Linked DNA regions of Gasterosteus aculeatus: region 2 is linked to region 1. The links are chromatin contacts, called in public Hi-C maps. All regions are on one chromosome and are shown on one strand. Each heading gives the region's core, a stretch centred on a gene start, on an enhancer-like site or on the middle of the called end of the contact. The rest is flanking DNA. Distances are from core to core; before and after follow the strand shown. Region 1 has its middle 31 kb from the start of LOC144388221. Region 2 overlaps tbx3a (T-box transcription factor 3a).

Region 1 (7,773 bases), core at 2,319-4,818:
GAGTTTTGTCGATTGTTGATCTGAATTATTTACAGATATAGAATGTACGTCCTCCTCCAACTGTAAAAGGTGCATTCGGTCAAAAATCAAAATAAACTTTTGTTTGAGTCAACTTTGATGTCAAGAATCAAAGGGATCTAAGCACAAAAAATGTGTTTCAGGGGGGAAAAGCCTAATAGCCTAATTGGGTCTATCAAGTAGAGTAAAATTGATAGAATAACATCCTCTCGCGCGGTTCAAAGAATGCCCAAAGAAAACTGTCACACTCTTTTTTTTTTTTTTTTTTTGGTCTAATGACCCCGGCAATTTTCTTCCACCCGGACTCGTTTGGCGGCGAGGGGAGCACATTTTACATGCGACCATGTGAGGATGGTTTTTCTTTGAAACGCTTTCTGCAGGTCGCTGCTGGGGGGAGTTTGAAAACATGTCAGGCCTAATTAGCGCTTCAGACGTCACACTCGTGTCCAGCAGTTTTTCCTGCTTCACAGCAGAATATTACAATTATTAGTTTTATTCTAAATACAAAAGTATTTTTTTTATATAAAGATTAAAGAATTACAAAGAAGATAATACGTTTTTAAACGCGATTTCTAACGTGATTTTACAAGCATATCTATTTTAGAATTGCTTTATTCTAAATGTCGCTTGACCTGCTTGGCTCATAAGACAAATGAATCAATGTTGAATAACTTAACAGTCTATTTATATATTATACGTTATGCGCGACATTTTCTGGATTTATTTTGAAACTTTTAGAAACGTTAACAATAACATTTGGAAAAGTTTAACACCGCAAAAACATCGTGTCGCTCTGTATTTCTGCTTTACATGAAAGGGTTTGAACCGGTGTTCCTATTTTATTATTCATTTATTACAAATAATTTTCAGCGTGCTTAGCCCAACATAAACAAAGTAAACGTATTGTAAATATGTATATTTGCTCCAGATATTTCTCAATTCAAATCTTTAACGATCAGGCTTCTTTAGTTATATTCTCCAGTCATAAGTTTTTTCTGATAAATATCATGGCATTCAAAATCAATTGACTCTCAGCTATACACAATATTTCAATACCAGTCATATCACTTAAATAAAACCATGATTTCTACTTTATTTTGCACGCAAAATGTTATTCCAAAGAAAGGGGGATAGAATGCGTCATGGCCATTTCAATCACATTACATCAGCGATGATAGCAGTATCACAGCAATCATTTGCCCGAGTTGCCTATAAATCACCTTCCATTAGTGTCTTTTACAGGGCTTTCAGAGGGCTCGCAGTCTGTTTCATGAGAAATGAGTCATCAAGACAACCACGAAAACACTATAACTAACTGCCTTTTGTTCTGGTGTGTCACTCTTATTTTTTATTTAACTCCACAACACGGGCATCGATGAAACTCTGTTTTCCCACCACCAGGGTCGGACGCTGCGGTGTCCCATCACGGAGGGTGCTGTGGGCAGAGGGAAGGAAAGGGGAGAAGGGAGACTCATGTGCAACACTTTAAAAGAGCAGGGTTCTCCATCTTGCTACGTCAGGGGAGGGGGGGGGGGGTAGAGGGGTGGGGGGCGCTGACATGGGGAAACATCTGCTGCAGTCGAAATAGAGACTGATGACTCAAATCATATGCTGTCAGAGGGTCTGCCAGCTTAAATGGGGAATGTAAGGCTGGAGACTATATGGACCGCGTCCGTTTGACCCCGCGGCCCGAAAAGGTACATACGCGCTCCAAAACGCGCAAAAATGATGACCTTCCCGCGTTCGCATATACGCCGGTAAGAAACGCTCGGGCACATCAGGGTGTTTGTGCAAAGATGAAAGGCCGACAGGCGAGCGAGTGGTTCAGCCAAAGTGGACCCACACATGGCAAAGTGTATACCTCACCTTGCGCGCACAACAACAACAACAAAAAACGCACATCAGCCGGGTTATTTGCTGTGTGTCCCTAATAATCCGCCTCTGTGCCATTTGATCTGGCAGCTGAGAAGTCCGTCTTTGTCTCCTGCTTGTTCCTCGGTCGTGTCGGCCCACTTGAGTGAAAAGAGATTTTTTTTTTTTTTTTAGGGGCGCGTTTCACCTCCTGGTTTACTCTGCGACAGCAGCTCGCTGATGCTTTTATGATTAGGACAACTTAAATTAGAACCAGAGAGAGAGAGAGAGCGCGCGCGCGCGCAAACGCGGCACGGAGACAAACCGCTGCAGCGGCCAAGCGAGGATCACTTCTGCCTCCTACCTTTTTCTTTTTTTCTCCTGCTATTCAAAAAGAGATGAATGTTGTCATTGTTAGTGTAATGATAATCACCATGCGCGGCGCTCGTGGCACGAGGAAGCGCAGCGTCCCTTTGATGGCGCAGTGGTTCCTTCTCAGGACGCGACATTGGGGTTTCTTTAAAAAAAAAAAGCAAAAAACAACAACGTGTGCTCGTGCTCCCGGTTTCGGTGATGCCTGTAAGCTGATTTATCTTAGCGTAAGAGGAAGGTCATGAGAACATGCGAGGGGGGGAAAGATAATGGATCATTATTATGTGTTCCTCACTCCCGTATCTTCCTAATGAATGCAGGGCTTTGCGCTTGTGGCTTTGATTTGGATCCCATTCTCCAATGTGACTTGAGTGGACGAGCTGAGCTAAGACACAATTTTCAGGAGATTGCAAAGTAAGTGCCTTTGGCAAGACCTTTTTTTATTTATATGGTACTTGACTTTGTCTATCTCTCCTTCTCAGTAGGAAGAGAGGAGAAGGGGACAGGAAGAGGGCTTTTTTCATTGGGTTTTAAAGGATGCAGCTCAAAACAAATATTAATAGTATAAGACGCGTTTGCAATAAGTTCTCTATGGTGCTTTAAAAGTGGAACATGTAAAGATAGTGTGGTGTGTAAAAGCATGGGACTGTGATTTTGTTTGGTTTTCTCCCCCGAACTGTCCACACGGATCAGATCAACAAGTCGGAACTTGTGATGTTAATGAAAGTCAATGTTATCGTATTGCAGGGGGACGTGGAAAGAAATACTTTCTTATCCTCTTACAGTCGGGACTTATGTTTACTCCAGATTCCCCAGTCATAAAATTGAATAAAATCAGATTCCAAGAGGAAAGAAAAAAAAAACCTGTGTGTCAAAGTTGACAAACTGTCCGAATGTCATGCGGGGGATTTGACGGATTAGTTTCACTGTCACATGTGTTTTTCCCAAAACAATCAAAGTTCAAGAGCTTCACACACTTCACTTTGAATTACTGTGTATTGTGTGCATCATGTTTCATAAATAACGCTTTCAAAACTATTCCCCCCCTGTCACTGTCTTTAAGTCTGCAGTGTCTTTAGTGCGTCCTTGATTATGTCACATGTGTGTGTGTGTGTGTGTGTGTGTGTGTGTGTCTGTGTCTGTGTGTGTGTGTGTGTCTCCTAAATGCCTCCTTTGACAAACCGGATTACTGTGACTGGTCACAAGTTAATCATAATGAAAATGGCAAAGTGGTCAAATTAAAGTTTTATTGAAGCTGTAGTCATAAGAGTAGTACGGGAACTATTCCAGAAGACAAACGCTGGCTTCATCTGTTGACTTACAACTCTCCCTTGTGGGCTTGGAGGACATTGCACGAGTGAACCTGTTCATGCTCACCTTCACCTTCTGTTTTATTTCTCTTTTCTCTATGTTGTACATTGTCTCATTCAGATCTACAGAAGCCAACGTCACAGGTGCTTTGTCCGTAAGTGCAGGTCAAACTAAATTCTCGATTTAACGCTTTATTTCTCTTTACAAATACTTCCTTATTTTAATTGTCGTACACACCAGAGTTGGAAACAAGCTGGAAATAAAATCAAAACTATCTGCAAAACGCTTCGAGAAGTGCAGAGAAATTCACATTATGATAATAATAATGTAATAATTAAACATAATGATATGTATCACAAGCAAAACAATTGAACAACAGGCTGTTGGTTAACAAAAAACAGCAGTTGCATAAACGTGAGTGTACAAATACCAGCGTGATGGCTGATTCCCATCAGCACACGTTGATATTCCCTGTGATCGCAGGTGTGTCGGTGTCCTATAGGACGTGTCTCGGGCCAATCACAGCCGCTCAACACCAACTCCTCTTGATAATTAGGTCAAATAATGAATTAAATAACGCAACAATGAGCCTCGAGAGGCCGTGTTTTACATCTCAGAGGCGTTGATAGGCCTCATCATGATGCCGAGTGAGGGTTCCTATTGTTTCTTATAATCAGCGCCAAGACTCTTGCAGCAAAACACATTTATGACAAAGTGAATCCATAATTATATTGTTTCTGAAAACAAGACGGTTAGATAGTTGTACGTTCAGCTTTTGTTTTGGAATAATAATATTTATGTCCCTAACAAACAGCAGCCGATGGGTAAGTGATGCAATGGTTATTGATGAAGATCTTTCACAAGCTCACAGTTAAGCTTCTATAGTTGGGTGGAAAGACAATCTTGCATGGTTTCACTCTAAAGTGCATTTTAAGAGTCATCGTGAAGGTATTCAACACAAAGTACTGAGTCTTAGTGTCTCGTAAGCAGACGGACAATCCATCTTCTCCTTTTATATGCAGTGGAGAGCTAAACAGAAATTCCAATAGAATTTCCGAAAGACCTTCAAACTAATACAATATGCAGTTTCATCAATAGTTTCTTTCTCTTTAGCAACTCTCCCAACTTTCAAATCCCACTAGATCTTCTAACATGCTTAAACTTCTAAAGTTAAACCTTTTTAAATATAATCTAATGAGACGGAATCAGTTGCTTGCAAGCAGATGATCTTCCAAAGAATGACAAACTTTCAGTTTGCGGCGAGTAAACAAAACTATGTGAACTAACATGTGATATTTAGCGCAACTTCAGAGCAGCATACTGATCTGATTAGGAGTAATTCTTGTCCATCGACATGATGTGCGACACTAAAACATCCCCCTGATTCCGCTTTTCTTCTGGGCCTACGTTCCCCTCATGGGATTAATGTCCTACAAACTGTTTTATCAAACACATTTGAAGATTGTTCTCTCGTTTGGATGTGAGCAGAAAGGGGGGGGGGGGGTACCGCTGTCAAACACGCACAGCTTTTATCTCTATTTACATCGGCCAAAGTGTTCCTCGTTCGGTTTGAAGGATGTAATACCCTGAAATTTGCTTTTTGGCGGACCCCCCCCCCCTGTAACAAAGACTATTTATGCAAATGCGGAGGAAAGCACTCCCGGACACAGAAGCAGATGTTCCCCAACAGGCTGCCGTGCGGGTCGGCAGATGTTCCGTCTGCTTTGAACAAAGGCTGTTGATGGCTCTGCGCTGCGTCAGGAGCTGCATCTCCTTGGAGCCATCTGGAAGATGGCCGAGGGTTCGTTTGGCTGCAGCCGGCCTCGCACTCACCGGGAGAGTGAGGACGCGGATTGAAATGAGTACCGATGTAACAAAAAACTGCAGCGGACTTTGCTCTGTTTATGTAATATTTGGACACACGGACAGATCAGGTACTGTTGGACCACATTTAAGATTGGGGGGGGGGGGGGGGGGGTTGGCATGTTTTTGAGGGACCTGATGACGCGATTATGTTGATTATCTACAGTTGATGTGAGGTCTTTTTGGAAAGAATCTGTTTATTTATTCATTTTTTGTTCTCATATAAATTGTTTTGGAGAGTCTATAAGCAACGCAGATAAAAACCCCTTGAGGAACAACAGTGTTAGAGTGGTTTTCATTTGTATTGGAGTTGATCTATAATGTCACCATGGATGTTAAACTTAAGCATGGAGGCTGATTCATGTCGAGCACAGCTACAAATTAAGATCATTCTGCCTCTCCAGAACCACCTCGTTGCTTCCCCGCCGATGATATCTGGAAAATCGGATGAAATATCAAAATGGAGTCACTATAAGAGGACGTCATATTAACATTAATAATAATAATAGCTAAAAAACACTTAGGTCTGGGATGCAAACATGATGTGTTTAGCTATTGGATATGAAATTCCAAAGTCAATCACATCGCATCTGAGTGTAGTAAACTCCTTTTAAACCAGTCAACTGTGCAGCAATACAGCGAACCTGGTGAGCAAGCACTCGATGGTGAACCAGCCCCGTTAGAAGCAAATTAAAGCCGGACCCATCGGTGCTTCAACCTCCCAAACCCACAGCTCTTGCTTTAGCCGGCGATGACCCTGAGCTGTACCACCCACAGCTGCCACAGAGCGCCTGAACCCTCGCTGACCCGGCTGGCACATCAGGGGTCATAGGACCTACCACGTTGTCCCCCCCCATACGACCACCGCCATGACAGATACCAGACTGTGTGTGTGTGTGTGTGTGTCCCCTTTCCCTCTCTCTTTGAAGTCCAGAAAAACCAGCAGCGTTCACCACCATCCACAAAGCGGCGTGAAGCTACAGCCCTCAGCTGCCTCCCCTTCAGAGGGACATGTCAAAACAGCACACGGCTCGGCCCCCGCCAAAGTCACGCCTGCAAGTGGAGCGCTATCGTGTGTCAACCGGAGCGAGAGAAGGGCGCCGATCCTTCACACACACCTCCGCTCCGTTTTTGGGCCCAACACGTTTTGTGGCGTGTACCCGGTGATCAGCCGCGTTTGGCGGGATTTGGGGTGTTTCTTTCGGAAATTGAGACGTAGTGTAAATGAAAGTGTTTGGCATAAAGGCCTTCGAATGTATTGATTTGGTATTTTCCAAATATAACTCTTAAAAAAAACATTTACATTACCCGTAACTGGAGAGTTACGGGTAATGAAACTGAAGAGGCCACCTTTTACCACATTCTTTTCCACGACAATGAGCCGGAAATTTAGAGTCAAGTGGACCATCTCGCTCCCATAAGAGGGCTTTTCCAGACAACCTTGTCTTCTCGCTTGGTGCACTGCTGGCAGGAGAGCGACATTGAACAGCATAAAACGTCATTGATTTCTAATTGCGTCTGCGCTAATGCTACGTAAAGGCCCGACCCCGGCCTCGTTCTTCCAGCCCGTAGTCCATTTGGCTGTGGCAATGCACTTGGCGAGCGAGGCAACAGGTGAGTGGCCGAGAGTCTAATGGGGCCAACTCTGGAAAACCCATTGCAGTCAATTAAGGGTCCACTGCCTCCAGTTGTGACGGCCATTAGACCGCACCACCACGACGAGTGACTCCTACCCATCGCTTTTAATCCATGGTTTGTTCGAAAGGTCCAGACCCTCAAAGACCGACTTTGCGCTCGTTTTTTTTTTATCGTCCACCGTCCAACCTTTCTAGGTTCTATTAAAAATTAAGTTTTCCACTCAAGGATTTTATGTGACCCTGATGGTCAAATATAACCTCCTTCACTACCTCTTTATCCGAGTTGACCTCACATATTCTAACTGCCCCACTTCACCACACAAAAGGCAGCATGGCTCTTACTTCCCCTCAAGGGAACAACCTTTTCGAATGCTTACCCGCACACAATAAACTCATTTAGTCCAGAGCATTTCTTCGGCAAATGCATTTACTAGATTTCATGTCTAGTCCTTCAAAATGTCCCAGCCTGGAAGACACACACACACACACACACACACACACACACACACACGTCAGCGGGAGGTTGATTTTCCCCCAAAGTTGAGCACTAATATCAAAATTGTGCAACGGAAACATTACAGCTCGCCAACGTGGCGCAAGTTGACGAAATGAAGCGGCAGACATGCCAGTGTGGCGTCGAGCCTGCAGCAGCGTGCAGCTCTCCTCGTCGGGAGATCACAGTGGAACACTAATGTTTTATCGGGCTCACTGCCGATTTAAA
Region 2 (7,773 bases), core at 1,444-3,943, 130 kb before region 1:
AATAAAGACCTTCATATTTTCGATTATGCGGCACTTGTACGATCAGGTTCGCAAAGTATTTTTTAATGACAGGAAAAAGAAATAGTCCACTTTTATCACACTTCAACGACGCTTCTTTTGCTCTTCTCAAGAAAAGAAAAAGGCGTGTTTTTTCTCAAGCCATTGGTGCAGTGCGTTGTCGCGTTTCCATCCGTTTTTAAACAGTAGCACTTCACACACATGGGACAACAAATGAAAATACAATGGCACATTAGTGTGAATAACTACCTCAATGGATATTTGGGGAGGAGTAAAGTCCATATTTTAAGATGGGTATAAATGAAGATGGCAACAAAGGGATAATAGCCCACAAATCTTTACACAGGTATATCGACAATAAATTAAGAACAGGGTCCTAGAAACAAACTACTCCGTTGTATTTACACGCAATAACAATATGAAATAATTACATAAATATTTTATATATCCCTATGTACACCTTTTTAATCAATACTACCTTTTATTGTTTTCATATTTAAATTTCTGCTTCCCTTTGCCTGTTGGACATTTGGGCTGAGTTCCGCATGCTTGGGCCATAGCTTATCCCGGAGCACCAGTCATGTCAAAGGCTAAGTTCTGATTTTAAAAAGGCATGAAGAAAAATAAATTGTGTTACAATTGATAACCTAATTAAGACAAAAAAATAAGCAAAGGGAGTGTGTTAATTATATCCATAACTGAATATTTTTCATACTTTTCTTTCCATTTTTAGTGTTAAAATAACATTCATTTGGGGATTTTGGGGGCATGCAACATTTGGCCAATCGATCAGTTAATAGTGTACAACAAAATACAGCAGTCTTTATAAGGTAGGTTAAACGGTAGTGAATTCAAATAAGTAATCAATTCAGAGTGCATATTAAAACACATTTCTCCTCGTGTAAAATAAAGTTAAGAGACGGGACCCAGCAGCAACTTCTCCCAAATCTGCAAGTCACACCCATGCCAACGTTTCAGTTTCAATACTTGTACGGTATTCAAATGACAGGATAAAAGTGTTGTTTAAATTAACAAACAAATAATAAGAAAAAATATACATATCAGATGCGTGTTAACCAAAGTGCATTTCAGAAACTAAAACGACCAACAGTTCGTGTTTGTTTGTTTTTTCTTTTCTTTTTAAAAACCTGCATGGATCTACGAGGGTGTCCTCCAACTGTGTCCGTCTCCATCACCGACAGCATTTTTTCTCTCCACTTTTCATGACAACAATGAGACGAGAAGCAGGTGGTGTGTTTAAAAAAAAAGAGGAAAATGGGTTCTCTTCCTCTTCCTCCTCCTTTAGGGGGACCCGCTGCGTGCCCTGTCCTGACTCGAGTCGAGCCCGCTGACCAGCCGCTGGATGCTCTGCAGCTCGTTCGCCGCGTCTTTCTCCGGGCAAGTCTTTGGCGACATGGCGACCGAGTGGCCGGTCACCTCCGACGTGGAATCCAAGGTGACCCCGGACGCCGGGCTGGCCGGCACGACGCCGTCTCCTCCCTTCGGCTCGGTCCCGCTGCCGCCCACGTTGGGCATCGCGGTGGTGAGCAAGGTGCTGTCCGGCACCGTCATGGGGAGGGAGTAAGGGCTGTACCTGAGTCGGGGACGCACTGCGTTCAGGAAAGGGTGCCGGTGCGCCGCGGAGGAGGCGGCGGCGGCGGCGGAGGAGGCTGCCGCCGCGGCGGCCATGTACGTGTACGGGTAAGGGAACAGGCTTCCGAACGGAGACATGGCGAGGCCCTGCGGAGGAAACGGAGAAGCGCAGTGTGAGCCACGAGGGTAGTTGGACACTTCTGCGCACCACAAGAGCGCACAATGTAGGCCGCATGAAGTCGGAACAAAGACAGGCCTGCACATAAAATAACACCAGAGGACATTTATGATGATTAACTTTTCCCCGCTCTGCATGTTCCGGATTAATGCGTGAAAATGTTGATTTTTTTCCCCCTTAAAGCGGCTGTTTGGGGCAGCTTTACTTGTTGCATCGCTTAAGACGCCGTCTTGACACTTATGAACTTATGTCCCAACGTGACGTAGTCTGGGTCTTTTTTCAATGCCTCCATTCACACAGGCTTTTCACAGATATAGTCATAACAAAATATGGCGAAGCAAAGCTTCAACTCGCAGCGTGTAAACAGCTTTTGGTGCTCAAGAATTTGTAATACAAATACAAAGAAATCCTATTGTCTGTATAGCTGCAATCAAGCAACAGGGGGGCCACTAAAACACGTTGACATGAAATGGAAAAAGACAACTTTGTTGACTATTAAATTTAAATACTCAGCGTTATGGCCCTAAAAGCGACTAATGAGATCATGTAAAGAGGATTGACCTTCCAGTTATAACCTCCTTTTCTTAAAATGATGGTTGGTATCTATACCCAGAGGGAACAATAAGTGGGTTTCTCGTAGAGTATTTAACTATAGCAGTTGCCTAACTTTACTTGTTAGCCCATTCGGCAGGAAAACACGGCACTCCCTCTCTCTCACACACACACACACACACACACACACACACACTTATGATTTAAAAACACGCACATTGACATGACGAATAGGCCAATAAACACATGTAAATATCTGGCATATTGGCCGACAGTCTGCTGTACATTACAACACATGGTTCACTCAAGGCGCAGAGCAGGCCGGGGCCCAAGAAAACAGGTTTTACCTGTGATGCCAAGACATGTTGCTGCAGATGAAACGGCAGGCCCGGCGCTCCCGTAAAGCTTTGCGAAGGCGATGCCATGCTCGTGGTGTCCATGGTGCTCACCCCTCCCGTGGACACGGCTGCCAACAGTGGCCCCATGCCCGCGGCCATGTTTGAGAACGCACCTCCCATGTTGAACTGACTCGGGTGCAAGAGGAACGGATGCGCACTCCCAATGTGATTGAAAAACTGTTGTCCCGTGAGGCCCGATGGAAATCCAAAATTAGGCATGTGTCCGTGGCCTATGTGCGGGCTGTCAGTCTGAACTGTCAAAGGCATGAAACTGTCTTTGCTTATCGACCTGCACTCGTCCGTTTTGGGATGCTCCAGGCCGGGGCTCTTGAGGTCTTCTCCGGAGCGAGTGGTGCTGGAGATGACGGTGACGGGGCTCTGACGTGAGTCGGCCTGGCTTTTCTCAGTCCTCGGACCACCTTCGCGGGTCCTGCTGCTGGAGTCAGTGCTGCCGAGGGGGTGGCCCTTGGCAGGGCTCGCCTCGTGATCCTTCCCGTCCTTGGTGGTCGTGGAAATCTTGCTCGAGTCCGGACCGTCTTTGATGTGACCGTCTTTGCTCTCATCGTCGCTCTCCTCGTCGCTGTCGCAGAAATCTGCACCAAAATGAGGAGCACAATGTATGAGAATCTTTTCCGCCCATTGGCTTCGATAACAGGGGGAATAAGTCATAAATTTGAAAGATGTTGGTGCAATGTAGCTCCCATTGCTGCTGCATTGCATTCGTTTTTTGTTTTTTTTAATTGAGTTAATTCTTTATTTTCTTTGTAGATTAACCACAAATTAACCGTTGCCCACAAGTGACATTCTTTATGTTTTAACAATCCTCACAAACGAGCCAGTGCAGACTGTCTTTCTTGGCCCGGCCATTCCTAAGGTTGACTCCTCTTCAACACATTGTCTAGAATTAGAATTTACCCAACGAATTTACAGACGACTCGTGGCCCGGCGCCGCGACTGGCTCGTGGGGTCCGTCAACTCACCTTTCATGTGTGGGGGCCCCGCGGTAGACACGGCAGGGGACGAGGCCTGGCCGAAGCACTTAAAGGAGGCCTGCTCCCCGGAGGAGTCGTCTGAAGCCCCGGTCTCCTTTTTCTGATGCTCCTCATACGAGCGCATGGATTGAAGAGCCAGCTGTTTCCTGCGCACAAGCACCCGGGTTACTATGGCACATCTCTGGGGTCAGAGACAAACATCAGCATGCCCGGTGAGTGGGCTGGACGCTGCTCGCCATGTGGAAGCTCCTGATTGTGAAGCTAACTTGAGCCACTCGCGAAAGGTGTACGAGATCCGTTATATAGTCATTTAAGAAATGTATCCATCGATCGTGTCGCGTCACTGCACAAACTGATTTGGAAACGTACCACGTGTTGGGGGTAGGCTACATTTATAATTGCAAAATAATTATTAGTAAGTGCAGTGAAAGTAGCTAAAGGCCACATTAAGCATCACCCTGCTCCAGTTTCTTTTATAACCAGTGCTGTAGGAATCATGGTGCTCTACAGCCTATTAAGCTATTTGATTAGAAACTGTGAAGAGCCACACTCCCTGCGGGTTAATGAGGAAGCTTTGACGCGAGCTTAATCCACCGAGATTCCTGCCTGTCTCCATGTATAAATCTAAAGACTTCTGAAGTGCTTTTTTTCTCCTTCTTTTTCCCAATGCACTTTTCTTACCTCTTTTCCCGTCTTCCATTGCCCGTGTCACGGAACCCTTTGGCAAAGGGATTATGGTCAATTTTCAGCTGGGTTATCTGAAATAATAAAGGATGCGTAAATATCAACAACATGAATTGTATTTCCACGTGGCGTTCACAATTAATGTATCTTATTTTTCAGAGAGCAAAACCTAGTTCTAGTATCGACAAAATGGTAATATTTTCAACAGTTCAAAAAACACAAATGCAAGCAAAAATAAAATCACATTGGCACGTTTTTCCAAGACCTTTTTTGTATTGTAAAACTTTACTACCACAGAACATCCGGCAGTGTTGCCACTGCTCATGGGAGGAGGGGAAGGAGCCATGGTTTCCCCATATGATTTTTATTATGTTTAATGTCTCAAAGAGAATAAACTGTCATCATGCAGCAGTCTGACACAACCAAAATGTGTCCTTTTCTTTCTTTTTCTACAATCAACGGCACAGTGTTGCGCTTCTTCTTCTTGTCCCATTTCTCAACCCCTTTTAGTTTTACTCACACACGCACGCGCGGAGAGAGAGAGAGAGAGGGAGAGCGTCTGGGTCCATGCCCAAATCCCTTCCACGTGATTAAATAAAAAGGTAGAACTGTAAAATTCCTCAGACGTATTACCTTCCATTCCACAGGCGGAGGAGAATATGTCACTTACACCCACAAGACCCGCATACCCCTCCACGCGCACACACGCACACACACTACACGATGCTCTCACGGGCTCAAACACATATGACGTCTTTCATATTTTATGACAACAAAATGGTGCAGGGCATGAGAGACATGCGAACGCGTGCGCCGCACAAGCGTTTGAGTAAACATTCGGGTGCAACCCCGAGCCCATGAGCAATGATTGCGCTTACCTTGTCATTTTGATAAGCAGTCACAGCAATGAAATCCGTTTCAGGAAAAACGTACGTCCTGAAGGTGCTGTACGGGAGTTTGAGAATATCGTTGGCCCTCACGATGTGAAATCGAGGCTGATATTTGTGCATCGAGTTAAGTATGGTCTGCAACACACAATCATAAAAGATAGCACCGTTGAAGTCACTCTGGCGTCAGTTAGCGGTGTGCGCACTTTATTCACATTGCGTCACATGCATCTTCTTAAAATGCGCTGATTTGAAACGAAGAAGCCATGTCATTTAAAGGGAATTCAATCGTGGGATTTAAAAACTGCAAATACAAAAAAAAAAAGAATATATAAATATATATAAATTATTAATTGTTTAATATTTAATCAGTTGAGTAAAAATGGTTGAATACGCAGAGGTGTACGGCATTCGTGGACGTAATTATATTTCGCAATAATCGCAATATTATTACAAAATACAATTTCAAGATAATGATGAACAAGATTGAGTTGTATTTTTGTAATAATGTGCTATGTTGGTCGTATCTTCCACAGAAGAACATCCCTTAATTAAACGAATGGCTTCGCTTCAAATAAAACACAATTTAAATTCAAACAATCAAAGTAGACATTGTACTGATAAAAGGGTAAGTTGGTAAATAGAAAAATCGACATACATTAGTTGAACTTACAAATCCATGCTTGTCGGAGATGTTATTTGTCAGCTTGAGTTTGTGAAAATTGACGACTTTTGACATCCACTGTTCACCGGTAGCCGGACTGTCCGGGTGAATGTACATCCTCTTTGGCATTTCGGGGTCGGCTTTCCCCGCCACCATCCAGCGGGAGTTATGAAATTTGTATCTACAGTCGTCGGCTGCAACAATATCCATCAAGAGAATATATTTGGCCTTTTTGTCCAGACCAGTGCACCTCACTTTGAACGGGGGGAACATCCGCCTGTGACGAAGCAAAACAACCGATGAGTACTTGTGGGGTTGCGAATAGAAATCTGCTTAAAACACATCTAAAAAGTATATATATGTATGTATATAGTTTTTTTTCCCATTGACCTAATATAGGATCTGCTCTTTAAAAATGGTTTGCATTAGTTTGATAAATTAGTCTCAGCCTGTTTTTCATTTAAGTTTCGGACAAATCAGCCGAAAAAGTGCGCCGCGAGAAAGAAGTAAACGATATTCCCTGCGCACTTCGTTCCTGCTGTAGACCGCATGCCATCGCTGTTTGCGTGGTGTCTTGATTTTGAATGCCTCGAGAGGCCTACGAGACACACGGTCTACAGCAGCCATCTTTGTCCACTGTCACTCTGATTATGAAGATAACACTTTAATCACAGCGCCACATTTCGGTGGAATTAATGGGTTTTTACAAACCTGACTTTAAAATGAAACAGTGGAATTACGCCCGAGTCACATGTTTGATTCGGGGAATCTGTATAGATTCGTGAAAGTGGGAGACACTGTAATTGGACGCTTATACTATCACTCATACAGCAGCCACAGGCCTCTTTTTAATTTAACAAAATATCTGGTACCGTGTCTGTAAACATGGCCTAATACCGCTCGTATTTACACACGTCAGCTTTGTCTACTTTATTTGCCAATATAAAATGCATATCTACCCACGGGGTTATTTTTAGGCATGTTATTATATTGTGGTGAAAACACATTATTGTGTAATAAATGTCATATTTACATAAGAACTGTGAGCCAGTCACTCTGCCATCCGAGTTTAAATTTATATCCCTCAGACTGAGGCTTCAGAGTTTTGCATGAGAGAGTTTTACTCCATGTGGGACACATGCCAATAAATCTATTAATGTATGGATGTAAAATAATAGTTATCAATAAACACAACAGGTGTCTGCAGGTCAGGAAAAATATGACATTTTTTGGGGATGAACTGCACACAAAAACAAATTCAGCTTCACCTTCCGGATTTGGTGATCACCATCTCGGTGCCTCTCTTGTGGAAGAGTTCCCAAAGCTCCTTGGCTTCCAGGTGAACTTTAGGATCGTCTTCCACCTCCTCCTCGGGCTCCAGAGTCTTCAGAGGCCTGAGGTGGGCGGCGGCAGCCTGGTGCCCCAGCGAGGAGAAGTGGAGCCCGCTCTCCGCGGCTCCCATCAGCTGGTCCATGATCGGCTTCCCCAGGGCGCCCGGCAGCGAGAGGGAGCCGCTGTGAGGGAGAGCCAGAGCCGGGAAGAAAGGAGGCTGGTGACCCAGCATCGCGCTCATGGCAAATTCCGGACCCCGGTGAGGTAAAAACGGATGATATGCCATACTCGATCCCTGTAGGACTGGATCTCTCATCAGGAAGTTCATCCAAGTGCAGGCAACAACTGGAGACGACTGGGGTTGATGTGAAACGAGATGTTCTTTTTTTTTTGTTGTTGTTGTTGTTTACCAGCAGTTCAGTGAAGACAAAAAAAGATGAGAAAATGTGTCTGAAGTCGGAAAGCTTCGGAAACT

The links. A called contact is a pair of places that touch in the nucleus more often than the background predicts.
Region 2: a Hi-C map of tail fin shows a contact between it and region 1, with 5 times the contacts expected there. The contact joins two enhancer-like sites. A contact is called at or near these places in 5 of 6 Hi-C or Micro-C datasets (blood and trunk muscle, skeletal muscle, tail fin and 1 more).

The regions. Positions count from the first base shown.
Region 1 is chr14:7,007,191-7,014,963 of fGasAcu3.hap1.1, reverse strand. No RefSeq gene overlaps it. Among protein-coding and RNA genes, the nearest start is that of LOC144388221, 31 kb to the left of the region's middle. Within about 2 kb of position 3,568, at least 1 of the 9 cell types and tissues checked has open chromatin away from gene starts, as enhancers often do.
Region 2 is chr14:7,139,206-7,146,978 of fGasAcu3.hap1.1, reverse strand. It overlaps tbx3a (T-box transcription factor 3a), which reads right to left. Exons shown (of 7, transcript XM_040198142.2): 1 at 7,235-7,773; 2 at 5,976-6,243; 3 at 5,294-5,440; 4 at 4,413-4,489; 5 at 3,720-3,877; 6 at 2,689-3,332; 7 at 1-1,758. The coding sequence starts at 7,626. The coding sequence ends at 1,321. Among protein-coding and RNA genes, the nearest start is that of tbx3a, 4.5 kb to the right of the region's middle. Within about 2 kb of position 2,693, at least 3 of the 9 cell types and tissues checked have open chromatin away from gene starts, as enhancers often do.